2 separate regions of the Mus musculus genome follow, and region 1 is linked to region 2. The links are chromatin contacts, called in public Hi-C maps. All regions are on one chromosome and are shown on one strand. The core of a region is the stretch at or near the end of the contact, and the rest is flanking DNA. Distances in the headings are between cores, read along the strand shown. Region 1 overlaps Rpf2 (ribosome production factor 2 homolog). Region 2 holds the start of Slc16a10 (solute carrier family 16 (monocarboxylic acid transporters), member 10).

What was found. Hi-C and Micro-C count contacts between places; a contact is called where the count stands out from the background.
Region 1: a Hi-C map of the G1E-ER4 cell line shows a contact between it and region 2, with 2.2 times the contacts expected there. The contact joins the enhancer-like site here to the promoter of Slc16a10 in region 2. A contact is called at or near these places in 9 of 39 promoter capture datasets (the 3T3-L1 cell line, 3T3-L1-derived adipocytes, the HPC-7 cell line and 5 more), 1 of 15 datasets of contacts at CTCF or cohesin (the NIH/3T3 cell line), 5 of 484 Hi-C or Micro-C datasets (the G1E-ER4 cell line, double positive thymocytes, granulocyte-monocyte progenitors and 1 more), 5 of 115 datasets of contacts at active chromatin or transcription factors (the SCID.adh cell line, double positive thymocytes, effector CD8 T cells and 2 more) and 4 of 9 other capture datasets (adipose tissue, embryonic stem cells, liver and 1 more).

The regions. Positions count from the first base shown.
Region 1 is chr10:40,227,559-40,234,413 of GRCm38.p6, reverse strand. Rpf2 (ribosome production factor 2 homolog) reads left to right here. Exons shown (of 10, transcript NM_023323.3): 7 at 1,207-1,306; 8 at 6,753-6,855. Among named protein-coding and RNA genes, the nearest start is that of Rpf2, 16 kb to the left of the region's middle. Within about 2 kb of position 1,758, at least 58 of the 459 cell types and tissues checked have an H3K27ac peak or open chromatin away from gene starts, as enhancers often do. A contact at or near this core is called in the G1E-ER4 cell line, the HPC-7 cell line, the SCID.adh cell line and 3 more, where this site is marked.
Region 2 is chr10:40,139,864-40,146,574 of GRCm38.p6, reverse strand. It overlaps Slc16a10 (solute carrier family 16 (monocarboxylic acid transporters), member 10), which reads left to right and starts at 4,321. Exons shown (of 6, transcript NM_001114332.1): 1 at 4,321-4,872. The coding sequence starts at 4,539.

The DNA.
Region 1 (6,855 bases), core at 509-3,008, 90 kb before region 2:
TCATGGTTTAAATGCTGTCTTTCATAAGTGGTAACATTTATTCACAATCTGAAGTTTTCAACTTGGGCACTGTTCTATGACCAAAAACCTCTGGCTGCCCCTATATTGTTTTGGTTATTAGTTGCCAAATTACTAGCATAACCTCCCTTGGGAACCTACAGTGTACTACTTGTTTGAATAGGATTGTGAAGTAGGAAGTAGCAAGGTGTGGTAAGACAGCCTAGAAAGGCTGCAAGAGTGTCACTTCAGATTGTCCTGTCAAACGTTGCCGTCACCTTACAGGTGTGAGATCAAGGCAGTTTCCCTGGCTGGTGGGGTTTCTGTTTGTCTCTGTTTTTGAGACAGGGCTCACTATGAGCTTTGGCTGTCCTGGAGCTCCCTACCTCTGCCATCCAAGTGCTGGGATTAAAGGCCCGTCATCTGACCGCCATCAGGCCCAGTTTTCCATTTACATTGGGTGATTGAAGCCCAAAGGGGTTTCATTGTTTAACATATGGTAACATACATGTGGTAGGTAAAACTCAAGATTAGGTTTAAGAGCATAGAGAGAAAAAATAGTGTGTGTAATGGAAAGTTATATAACTCAGTGGGGGTTTTGTGTGTTGCCTGCATTAAGAAGGGTTTTAATTAACCCAGGCTGGATTCAGACTTGCTATGTGACCAGGGCTGAGTTTGAACTTCTGATCTTTCTGCTTCTACTTCCCAAAAGTGCTGGGGTGACAGGCATGATGCACTGTGCCCAGCTGAGCTGGTGCATTTTCAAGGCTTGTGATATGTGTTAAATTATAGTATACTATATTATATATTATAATATTGTGTTATAGTATATGCATATTGTTCATCTCTTCAGCTCTCCTCTAAAAAGGGGACAGACCTTGAAGGTCTAGTATAACTAAATGTCCTTTTCCTGTGGGTTGGAAAAAGGCTTTTACCAACTCCCTGTGTGGTCAGCAACTCCTGCTTCCAAAGCTCAAAGGTCTCACACTGGATGGACGTGTGGATTCAAGGCATAACGTGACACTGATTTACCGGATCAGTTACTGTCTTGATCCTCAGTTGTGGATGTAGCAACAAGAATGAGATAGCATATGTGTAAAAATTTTGAGATTGTTTTAATACATATTGACTATCTTAAAAATAGCATAGATTCTCTAGATTTTGGTACTTATATAATTACACTTGTTTGTTTTGTCTTTAATCTCATAGACTAGTAAGTGCCCCGAGGGAACAAAACCGATGTTGATATTTGCTGGTGATGATTTTGATGTAACAGAAGACTTCAGAAGATTAAAAAATCTTCTTATTGGTAAGTGCTAGTAGAACTCACCTTGTTAACAATTGCTGTTTTTGAGATCTGCCTTTTCTGTGTGGTTAATCTTGTTCACATTGTTTTTCTGAGCAGACTGTAAACTCTCATCATATCTTTATGCTCCTTCTCCCTGGACTCTGGATGAGTGGTATTTTTTGCTTTTGTTTCTCGCTTTGTTTGTTTGTTTTAAGACTGGATTTCTCTGCATCCTGGCTGTCCTGGAACTCTATAGTTTGTTGAGACCAGGCTGGCCTCAAACTCAGGGAACTAACTGCCTCTCTTCCTGAATGCCGGGGCTAAGGGGCCATGCCACTCCACCTCATTCTCTTGTCTTAAAGCCTCTCCACCAAGCAAGATAGTTCTTCATTGCTCCCCCTCACTCAGGTTCTGAGGGCAGAGCAGCCTGCCTGGCTGTCAGCTGTCATGCTAACGGCCTCCTGCCCACTTCCTGTACCGTGGACAATCTGTGTTCCTGCTGAAAGCTCTCAGCGTTGTCGTCTTCTAAACTTGTTCTAGAGTGGCCTGGCAAGCTCTGCGTGTGGTGTCTAGGGCTCCTCTACCTGGGCAGGCCCAGCCTCTCCACACTCCTTCCACAGCTCCGTTTCTGATCTCTGCCTTCTGAGTCCTGGGATCACAGGACTGCACCTGTGCCCAACCCTATCTGTCATTTTCCCAGCCAGAAAGTACTTAGTTATTTCCTAGTTAATGGGATGCTAGACTTTGTAGGGTATTGGTTTTTTGTTTGTTTGTTTTTTTAATTACATTTTTGTTTGTATGTGGGGGCTGGGGCACGCTCATGTTGAGTTGGTACTCCACCATATGGGTCACAGGGATTAAATACAGGTTGGCTTGGTGGCAAGCATTGTAGCCTGCTGAGCCGTCTCACAGCTGTGATGAGTTTGGTGGTATAGGAATCTCAAGTCTGTTTGTTCTAAAGCCTTGTGTAGAGCGCAGCCCTATGCCCTCATAACTGGCATTGTGGAGTTACATTTAGAAATCTGTGGTCAGTTAAAACTTAAGATTGTAAAATATCATTAATTCCCAACTCTGAAATCCCAAAGTTTTGTATATAATGCCCTTCATAATATAAGTACCGTATAACATGCTTTTAAAATGTTATCTGCAAAGCACAGTAGGGAGTGAGTTAGCTTATAATAACTTAGTGAGTCAGTTTATTGTAACTTGTTTTCTTTAGTATCTTTTAAAAGATTGTTTTATATAATTTGTGGGTGTTTTGTCTGCATGTATGTTTGTGCATTATATACATGTCTCATGCTGGTGGAGGCCAAAGAGTACAACATCAGATACCCTGGGAATGGAATTACAGACAGATGGGAGCAGCCATGCAGGTGCTGGGAATCAAACCCAGGTCCTCTGGTAGAGTTATGATCTTACTATGGGAGCCATTTCTTCAGACCCCCAATTTCTTCTTTAAAGAACTGGTTTGTTGAAAATATGTTACAGCTGGGCAGTGGTGGACCATTCCTGTAGGCAGGCAGATCTCTGGGTTTGAAGCCAGTCTGGTCTACAGAGTGAGCTCTAGGACATCCAACAAACCCTTCCCAGAGAAACCCTGTTGAAAAACAAAAAGCAAGCAAGCAGGCAAGGAAGGAAAGACAGAAAGTAAGTTAGCTGTAACTGTTCCTCTTACGTTTTCTGGAGTCACGCTTTGTGTGTGTTTATTGGTTGGTTTAGGCAGCTTCTTGCTGTAGCTCACACTGGCCTTATATTCTTCAGCGTGCTAAGAGGAAGGCTGCCATCCCAGCTAGCTTCATCCTTCCTTACCACATTCCTAGCACTCTCTCGGGTTCTTCTCTAGGAAACCTGTCTGAGCCCATCCAGTCCATGTGAAGTGCTGGGCGTTTTCCTTTGCTCTGTACTGGGGACTCTGGCCACACACAGACCATCTCAGGCTGTTATTTCCCTTTGGGAGCTCAGGGCCTTGTTCGTGGAAGCACACCTGCGCTCTTTTGCCAATAGAGGACTTAACTCTTAGTGAGCCATGCTCGTTCTTCTGTTTTAGTTTGGTTGTTAGACTGGCCTCCTATATCCCTGGCTGGCCTGGAACTTGCTGTGTAGCTCAGTCTGGCCTTGAAACTCAGAGATCAATCTGCCTGTGCCTCCTGATTGCTGGAGTAAAGGTGTGTGCTACCATGTCCAGCTACAAGTCATCTTTTAAGTTTTGAAGAGCTGCCCTTATTCTCTCTCAGAAGGTTACTAATCATAGCATTGTGTTTGGTTTATGACTAGGAACAGTTGAACTTGACCTAATTCAGATCTGCAGGAGTATCAGCATCTGAGGGTTAGAGGCAGGCTGGGCTGTAAGCGACTGTCTGAGGAAACAGAAATGTGCTGGAGAGAGAGCTCTGCCATTTAGAGTCCTGCTGCTTTTGTGAAAGGTCAGGGTTTGTTAGTACTCACATGGTGGCTCACCAGTACCTCTAGTCCAGGAGATCTGACACTCTCTTCTGGTCTCCACATGCATGTGGTACACATGACTACATGTAAGCAAACACTTATACACATAAAGTAAAACAAAAATAAATCTAAACACACACACACCAGCCAGGTATGGTGGTGGTGTGTCCCCCCCTTTTTTAAAAGATTTATTTATTTTATTTTTAGTATATGAATACACTGCAGCTCTACAGATGGTTGTGAGCCATCATGTGGTTGCTGGAAATTAAACTCAGGACCTCTGCTCGCTCTGGCCCCCCTCACTCTGGCTCAAAGATTTATTTTTTATTATATGTAAGTACACAGTGGCTTTCTTCAGACACACCAGAAGAGGGCATCAGATTTCATTATGGTTAGTTGTGAGCCACTATGTGGCTGCTGGGATTTGAACTCAGGACCTCCCGAAGAGCTGTCTTAACTGCTGAGCCATCTCTCCAGCCTGGTGGTGTGCCTTTAATCCTAGCACTTCAGAAGCAGAGGCAGGTGGAGCTCTGAATTTTAGGCCAACCCCATCTATATAGCGAGTTTTAGGCTAGCCAATGGTATAAATAGAGACCTTGTCTCTTAAACAAACAAACAAAAACAGCTGTCAGAGTATTTGCCATACATTCACAAGGCCTTGGGTTCATGACATACCACAAAATTTTCAAAGAAAAGAAAATTAAACATGTCCCTTATGAAATGTATTGTTCCTGTTTTCTGTTCTTTACTTCCTTGTTAAGTAAGATGCTCACCCTGGGCTTCCATTCACAGCACAAGAACTTCCTTTTTGATAGATAGCCCCAAGATCCATTTCTGTTGCTCAGTACTTTTTAAACTTCAATAATGTGTTTTGTTCAAGGCTAAGCTACCCTTTAAATGGTTGTGTGTCTATGTGCATGCAATCGCATGCTGGTTTCTCATTGTCTTAGTGGCATGAAGGGAGGGAAAGGAGCAAAACTAGAAAAGAAACCTTGGGCAGAGCAGGGCTGTGAGAGATGCAGTAAGAGGTCATCGGGGGAACTTGGGTTTTCAGTATAAGTATTATATAAGGCCACTGCCTTACTGTGGCCACTAGACTGTGGCACATGCTAAATGAGATACAGGGATAGCAGCTCATACTTTGTACAGTGTCATCACATGATCTCCTCAGTTCATATTTACACAGCAAAATGGCTGGGCCACCACCAGCTGACAGAGCCTTCGGGTGTGTTCTTATGCATCGTGTGACAGGAAAGAGAATCAGTAGGGAAAGGTTAATAGAGGACTGCAGGGTTCTTTTCTGGTGTACAGTGAATCTCAAATACTTGTTTATTCTTCTTACTGTGGTTCTGGGGATGAATGCAGGACCTTATGTATGTCAGGCAAGGCTTTTACTATTGGATTATATGCCAGTCTATACAACTGCTTTTCTCTAAAATCAAAACTTATTATTTTGTGTGTGTGTGTGTGTGATGTGTATGCAGGTGTACATATATGTGGTATTCAAAGGAGAGCTTTGTGAAGTTGACTCCTCTACCTTCATGTGAGTCCCAGGGTTTGAACTTGGGTCTTCATGCTGTGCACAACAGGCACATCTACTTACTGAGCCTTCTTACCTACCTGGGACTGCTTTTCTTCTTTGGAAATCCAGTAAACAATACCAGTGTTTAGATTGTAATTTTTTTTTAAATGTTACTGTTCCTGTTACTGTCTGTAAGGATGATAGTAAACAAAGAATAGGTTTATTTTGTGCATGCATTTAATCCTGGCACTCTGGAGTCAGGAGTTGAGAGAGTTCAGAGTATTATGTATCATTTTTTTAAAAAAATATTTATTTATTTATTATATGTAAGTACACTGTAGCTGTCTTCAGACATTCCAGAAGAGGGCGTCAGATCTTGTTACGGATGGTTGTGAGCCACCATTTGGTTGCTGGGATTTGAACTCAGGACCTTTGGAAGAGCAATTGGTGTTCTTACTCTCTGAGCAATCTCACCAGCCCCATGTATCATTTTAAAAAGCATACTACCGGGCTGGTGAGATGGCTCAGTGGGTAAGAGCACCCGACTGCTCTTCCAAAGGTCCAAAGTTCAAATCCCAGCAACCACATGGTGGCTCACAACCATCCGCAACAAGATCTGACTCCCTCTTCTGGAGTGTCTGAAGACAGCTACAGTGTACTTACATATATTAATAAAATAAATCTTTAAAAAAAAAAAAAAAAAGCATACTACCGCCTTTCCTGGGAGCTGCAACAGAGCTGTTACTCCTCCCTGTCCCCTTTTGTTCCTCCTGGCTTAGCCCATGATCGATCACAACCATCCCCCAACCCATCTTCTTTCTCCTACCCACCTTTGCTCTGCAGATAAAAAAATAAAAACAAAAACAAAACAAAAATACTCAGACAGCTTTATTACTTTAGAATTTGCCTGCTGGCACAGTTGCTGAGTTCAAATACCTCCTGCTTTGGAAATGCAATAACATTTTATTATTCCCGTCTCTCCTCCTGCCCTAAACTCAGTGGCCTGTTCCAAATCAGCCCCTGCCAGACATCTCTGGCAGCCTGCCTGCCTGGAGATCTTACATGATTGCTGCGTGCTGCTCCTTCCAAATCATGGCTGAAAAACCCCTCTCTCCTTGTGTCTCCATTTTCCTCCTGGGACCCCAAAGTCTCCCCTATACCATCCAGCAATTGGCTCCAGGCCTTCTTGAACCAATTAGGGAACCAGACCTCCCTCTACATCAGAGTTATCCTTATTGTTGGGGTTTGAGGCCAGACTGACATTAATTGTTACACATCACAAAGCAAGCTAGAGTAGGACTGGGGAACTAACTCAAGGGCTAGTTGTGTGCTTCAGCTTGGTCATAGTCCAGGTGCTGGGGAGGCAGAGACAGGCCGGCACACGCTAGGGCTCCTGAGGAATTGTATGTGTCCCCATACACACACACACCCCCATTAAAAAGATGGCACTTTGTAGCTGAATTTTGAAATAGTTCTCTTTAACAACCAAATATGTGCTTTCAGATTTCTTCAGAGGCCCCACAGTATCGAACGTCCGGCTGGCTGGATTAGAGTATGTTCTGCACTTCACTGCACTGAATGGGAAGGTTTACTTCCGAAGCTATAA
Region 2 (6,711 bases), core at 3,072-5,571:
ACAAGGACCTTTGAAGATGGCCTGCAGCCATCTTTACTAGAAGTTCCTAGTTAATAAATGGTTTCAAGTACCCTTGACCCCCCTCAGCATTCTTTTTTTTTCTTTCTTTTTTTTTTTTTGGAGCTGATCTTCCAACATAGCCAAAGCTGGTCTCCCACTCTTGATCCCTTTACCTCTGCCTTCCACTTCTGGGACTGCAGATTACTACCACACTCAGTTAAAGCATCCTCAACTTTACAGCTCCCACCACCAACAGGGTCTCCTGTGTCCTGGCTGATCTTGAACTTCTGGTGTACCTGAGGATGACTTTGAACTCTACATTCCAAGTGCAGGGATCACAGGCGTTTCACCATTAGATCCTCTGTGCTGTGCTGGGGATTGAGCCAGGGTTTTATGCTTGCTAGGAAAACTATTCACAAACTGAGCCACGATCTCAACACATCAGGCATTTTCATATTTCTCCCATTAATCTGAACACAGCAATTATAATTTGGAACCAAGAGTCAATACTATACTGTTTTATCAGGGGTGTACATTACTAGGTTATTTATAAAATGGCTGCTGTATTTCTCATGGATACATAATTTTTTTAAAAAAAGATTAAATAAGGATACTGGAGTGGTTCTGTAATAAATAGTTTACCTTTATTGCTTTTTATGTTATCTGCTATAACAAGATTGGATCACCTTTGTAACTATAAAAAAATACATCTGCTCTGTGTAGTATACACCTTTGATTACAGCACTTGGAAGGCAGAGGCAGGCAGATCTCTACCGTTTGATATCCACCCTGCTTTCCATAGTGAGTTCCAGGGCATCCAGGACTACACAGTGTGATCCTGTCTCAAAAAAAAAAAAAAAAACATATTGAAAACCATTAAGAGTATTCCATAAAATATTCCATTGATGGCAATGGCCTAAACCTCTAAAACTATAAGCCAGCTCAAGTTAAATATTTTCATTTATAAGAGCTGTCTCAGTGATCATGGTGTCTCTTCACAGCAATAGAAAAATGATCAAGATACTTACCAAGATCCTGCTTCAAAATAAAAACGCTTTTAAGAAACTGGGGATTAGGGCTGGTGAGATGGCTCAGTGGGTAAGAGCACCCGACTGCTCTTCTAAAGGTCCGGAGTTCAAATCCCAGCAACCACATGATGGCTCACAACCATCTGTAACGAGATCTGATTCCCTCTTCTGGAGTGTCTGAAGTCAGCTACAGTGTACTTACATATAATAAATAAATAAATCTTTAAAAAAAAAAGAAGCTGGGGATTAGATATGTGAGGCCCTATGTTCAACCCTCACATTGGAAAAAACGTTTCATTGTTTAGAAAAAGAGAAAAAGGAAGAAACCTAATGCTTTTATACTGCTCTAAAAGCATATTTAGTTGTAAAGGACAAAAATTTATTTATAGATTTGGATCTAAGAAAACCAAGAGTGAGAAGCCAGCATCTAGTGTGAATCTTTTTGCTATTTCATCCCTAGTCAGAGGACAGAAGCACAAGATAGCACATGTTCATCCTTGCATCACCTAAGAGATGGGGAGGGGAGGGGAGGGGAGGGGAGGGGTATGAGTCATCCTGTTATCAGGAACCCTCCCCCATAGCAGGCACTAGCCCACTGGTTAAGGCTGAGCCATTACAATTTTTTCCCAATGTGAGGGTTGAACCTAGGGCCTCATGTATTCTAAGCAACAGACGATATCCCCAGCTTTGTAAAGTTTTGTTTTGCTTGAACCCAGGACTTCAAACAAGCAGAGCACATACTCTACATTTCAGCCATTCCGTGCACTGTTTTTGATTTTTCAAGAATTTTTGTTTTATGGTGCTGGAGATTGAATATTGGGCTTCACACAACTGTTGTGATTTCCAACAGTTATTCAACTAATCTATAGCTCCAGCCCTATGTGTACTTTAATTAATTAATTAATTAATTAATTAATAATTGATAAATTTTAAGATAGGGTCTCTCTACATAGCTCTAGCTGTTACTGTCCTGGAACTCACTATATAGACCAGGCTAGCCTTGAATTCACAGAGATCTGTTTGCCTTTTCTTCCAAAGTACTGGGATCAGAAGTTCACACCATCACCCATGGTCTTCCTGCATGTGTTTTTAGTTCAACGTGTTTAGGTGGTGTGTTTGTGTGTGTGCGTCTCTCTCTCTGGGTAAATTATATTAAACTACAGGTGTTCATGAACAATCCTACCAAATAATTGTTATTACAGTGCTATTCTGAGTTTATAATTCGTAGAGTATATCTCAAAAAGATTATGTTTTAGAAATTTCTCCATAGCCATTGAATTATCTCAAGGCTACATTTGGCTGTTTGTTTTCAAGTGGTGATTAAGATGACATCAAACCAGACTGTATTATGTGACATAGCTAGAAACTGCACTTACATGTAGCATAACTGGAATCTCACTGCCACAGATTCAGCAGTTCAGAACTTTGTATATTCAATTTATTAATTTATTTTTAATTTTCTCTTTTATTTTATTTTATTTTAGTTTATTTATATATGAGTGATTTGCCTAAATGCATCAGAAAGTGTCCAATCCCCTGTGTCTGAGTTTGGGTTTCATTGCTATGAGGAGATACCATCTTAGTTAGGGTTTTACTGCTGTGAGCAGACACCATAACCAAGGCAACTCTTATAAGGATGACATTTAGGGGCTGGCTTAGAGGTTCAGAGGTTCAGTCCTTTATCACCAAGGTGGGAACATGGCAGCATCCAGGTAGGCATGGCACAGGAGGAGCTGAGAGTTCTACATCTTCATCTGAAGGCTGCCAGTAGAATACTGACTTCTAGGCAGCTAGGATGAGGGGTTTTAATGCCCATACTCACAGTGGCACACTTACTCCAACAGGGCCACATCTTCTAATAGTGCCATTCCCTAGGTTGAGCATATACAAACCATTACAGCTCCCTACCTTGATGATAATGGACTAAATCTCTGAAACTGTAAGAAAGCCCCCAATTAAATGCTTTTTGTAAAAAAAGAGTTACCTTGGTCACAGTGTCTCTTCACAGCAATAGACAGTGACTAAGACACCAAAAGAATTTGAGGGGTAATATATATCCAAGCTATTGTGCTATTTTAACTTAATCTCTAAAGCACCCACATTGCCCTGTATTCCCAGAACACTCCTCTGGACCCTCCCCTGTCTTTGGTTTCTTCTCTGTTTCTTTGGCTGGAAGGCTCTTTGCTTGTCCTTGTCCACAGAACCATGTGGCTAATCATAGCTCAGCTCAAACTTACTTTCTTACATACTATCCTTTTTTGGGGGGTGGGGTGGGGGTATGGGGGTAGTTGGTTTCAAGACAGGGTTTCTCTGTGTAGCTTTGACTGTCCAGGAACTCACTCTGTAGACCAGACTGGCCCAGAACTCAGAGATCTGCCTGCCTCTGCTTCCGGAGTACTGGGATACAAGGCTTGTGCTCCTACCTCCTAGCTGATGTCCCAGTGTTTAACCCTATTGCACCCCACTTTCTATTTCTGGACTGTTTTTACTTACTAGTTTAGGACAGAGAGAAGCAAGAATGTGATAATCACAGTTATTGTATAACCCACCACACTGGTGCTTAAGTAACTAGCATATTTTGATTTTGTTTGGAGTGAGTAATCTAAATATCTGAGAAATTAAGAAGATACATCAGAATAAGATGCTTCAGGGGGCAGAGGAATTGAATATAAGTGTTGGTTCTTTATTTAGTGTGAGGACAACTTGTGAAGTTTAAAAGTATTGCTTTCTAGCTGCCCGTCAAAAATGTTTGTTAGTTGAAAAATTTAGAATCACAGTCTGTCTTCCAAAATGAGCATCTTCATTGTGCCAAGTATTCAAAACAAACTGTATGTTCGCGGAATTGGAGTAATTAAACAAGGTCTCTGATTCCTGAATTGCCTTTTAAGTAGGTACGTGGCATAAGGAATCTTTTATATTATAACTAGCACAAAAGGGACAACAAATATGAAATTTAAACTGTCATTTGTGACTCTCTATTCCAGTGAGGGTAAGCATTACCTGATCGATTGATCACCTTCGCAGGCCACACGTAGGAGACGCTCCCCAAGAACTTCTAAGGTTAATGCTGAGAGGAGGTGACATTACTCCTGGAGGTAGCTAATTTGGCGGCACGCCTTCAAGCGCGCGCGCGCGGGCGGTCATTGGACACCCCTCACGGGGCGGAGCCTCCGCTTGCGGATGCCCAATCACCTGTGGGCTCAGGGTGTAAGGCCCTCTGGTGGCCACGCCCCTAGGCGGTGCGGGAGGGCGGAGGGGCGCTTTTAAGAGGCGGCTGGAGGCCGGCGTAATCAGGCGCGAGGGGCAGCCGGTGTGTCAAGTCCTCTGGCCGCCTTAGGCGGTGTCTGCGGTGTGCGCCTCTCGCCCGCCCGCCCGCCCGCCTGCCCGCGGCTCCAGTGTCCTCGCCTCGGCCTCCCTCCTCCGTCCGCGCGGCTGTCCCAGGCTCCGCGAGCCACCCCGGGACCTTGCGCCCGCAAGCTTTCTCGGTGCCCGACGGGGCCGCCTCGGGACATGGTGCCGTCCCAGGAGGAGCCCGCCGCCGAGCGGGAGACGAACGAGGCGCAGCCGCCCGGGCCCGCGCCCTCGGATGACGCTCCGCTGCCCGGCCCGGGACCCTCGGATGTCTCCGACGTGGCCGCAGAGAAAGTGGAGGTGGAGCTGACGAGGTCAGCGGGCAGTGAGCCCCCCGTTCCCCCCGAGGGCGGCTGGGGCTGGTTGGTGATGCTGGCGGCCATGTGGTGCAACGGGTCGGTGTTTGGCATCCAGAACGCCTACGGGGTGCTCTTCGTGTCCATGCTGGACACCTTCAAGGCCAAGGACGATGACAACATGGCCTTCAAGACAGGTGGGACGTTGCTGCGGGCCGAGGGGAGGAGGGCATGCGGGGTGGGAAATGGGAGCTTTTGGTGCGTCCTCTTGTGTTGGGAGGGTGTGAGCTTTGAGCCTGACCCGTCTCACTTGCAACCTGCAGCTTGGGGCTTCCCTCTGCCAGTTTTGTATGGAACCCAAAGGCAAGCAAGTTGCAGAGTTGTACCTGCCTGAGGCTTTGGACTCCTCCTTTCTGCACAGTGGGCGCCAAGAATCCACAGTACTTTCCTCTTAGTGGTGGGAAATAAACTGAACGTTCCAGCACCAACAACACTGCATTATCACTTTTACAGTCTGCTTTGTGACCGCCACGGTGGTGTGGTTATCTGCCTGCCATGCTGCAGAAGGAAAGGTGTGTTTGGGTAGATGCAGCGCAGGCCAGGACGGGAGATTGGCAAAATGGAAAAGTGGATCCCAAGGTCACAGGGAGTCCCAAAGGCAGCCCATTAAAAGTGGTAGTCGGTTGTCTCTCTGCACGCTCTACTATATTTAGACAGCATAGGAGGCAGCCACGTGGGATGGTAAGAGGAAGATAAGGGGTTGGACCTTCTGTTATGTTGACGTTTTTTTTGCCTTGTGGAAATAAAATGCAAAAGGTGCAGACTCCGCATTTTTGTCAAATGCTTTCTGACTGATTATGCAAAAGTCAAGTCTAGGACCGTCTGCATAACATTTCCCCCATTATTTCATCTCATGCTGCCGGGCAGGTGTTGTCAGCTCTGCTTGGGTGAGAAAATGGAAAGTCAGGGAAATGAAGTGTTTTAGTGAGGACCAGAATAAAGATAGACCTCATCGCCTGACTTGGAGACTGAGAGTCTCTTTGCTAAATCGGGCCACTGCTGCCTTTTGGGAAACTTAATAAGATCAATAATTTCTGTGTTTCACTCTGCTCAGCCTGGCCTTGAACTCAAGATCCTCTTGGCTCAGTTGGGATTATAAGAACATTCTGCACCATACTGGGCAATAATAGTCTTTTAAAAACTACAGCAGGGTCTCACTATTTAATTCTGGCTGGCCTAGAACTCACTATGTAGGACAGGCTGTCCTCAGATTCACAGAGACTTGCTTCTGCTTCTCAAGTGATGGGATTACAGTCATGTAAAAACCCCTTTAGTTTCTGTTTTTACAGTGTGTATTGCTTAGATTTTTGGTGTACACATAAAATAAACAGGATTGTAATTATAAATTGGAAGGTTAAGATGGGGTGGAGGAGAAAAATCCCTTTCTCTTTCATTCATTTCTTCCTTCAGTGCCAGGGATGGAACCGGGCCTTGGGCATGCTGCTCAAGGGCTGCACCAGTCCTCTACATTTAAAGCGATTTCTCATCATCTGAATATATTGTAATGTATTGTACTTTATGCATTTTTTTTTTTTTTTCTGAGACAGGGTTTCTCTGTGTAGCCCTGGCTGTCCTGGAACTCACTTTGTAGGCAGGCTGGCCTCGAACTTCTGCCTCCCAAGTGCTGGGATTAAAGGCGTGTGCCACCCTTGCTCGGCTATGCACTCTTGGACATTTAGGTTGCATTCTAAAACTTCTGTATTAAGTATTATTGTCCCCTCTTCTATGTGAATAATGATGTATCATACTTGATGGGGAATTTCTGTTCCTAAAGTGACTGTTGAAGTTGCTGTGTTGGGCAGATCAAGGGTTAGGCACCGATTGTTAGTTTTAGCTGGAGGAAGGTAAGCCTTTTGTGCCACTGCAGGACAGATGTGAAGACCCAATAGCAAACAGGATGATTCCACACAGTTCCTGATGCTTCTGAGGCTGAGTCCTTCCCTCATGAACACTATTTCCATCTTTAGGCAGTTCTG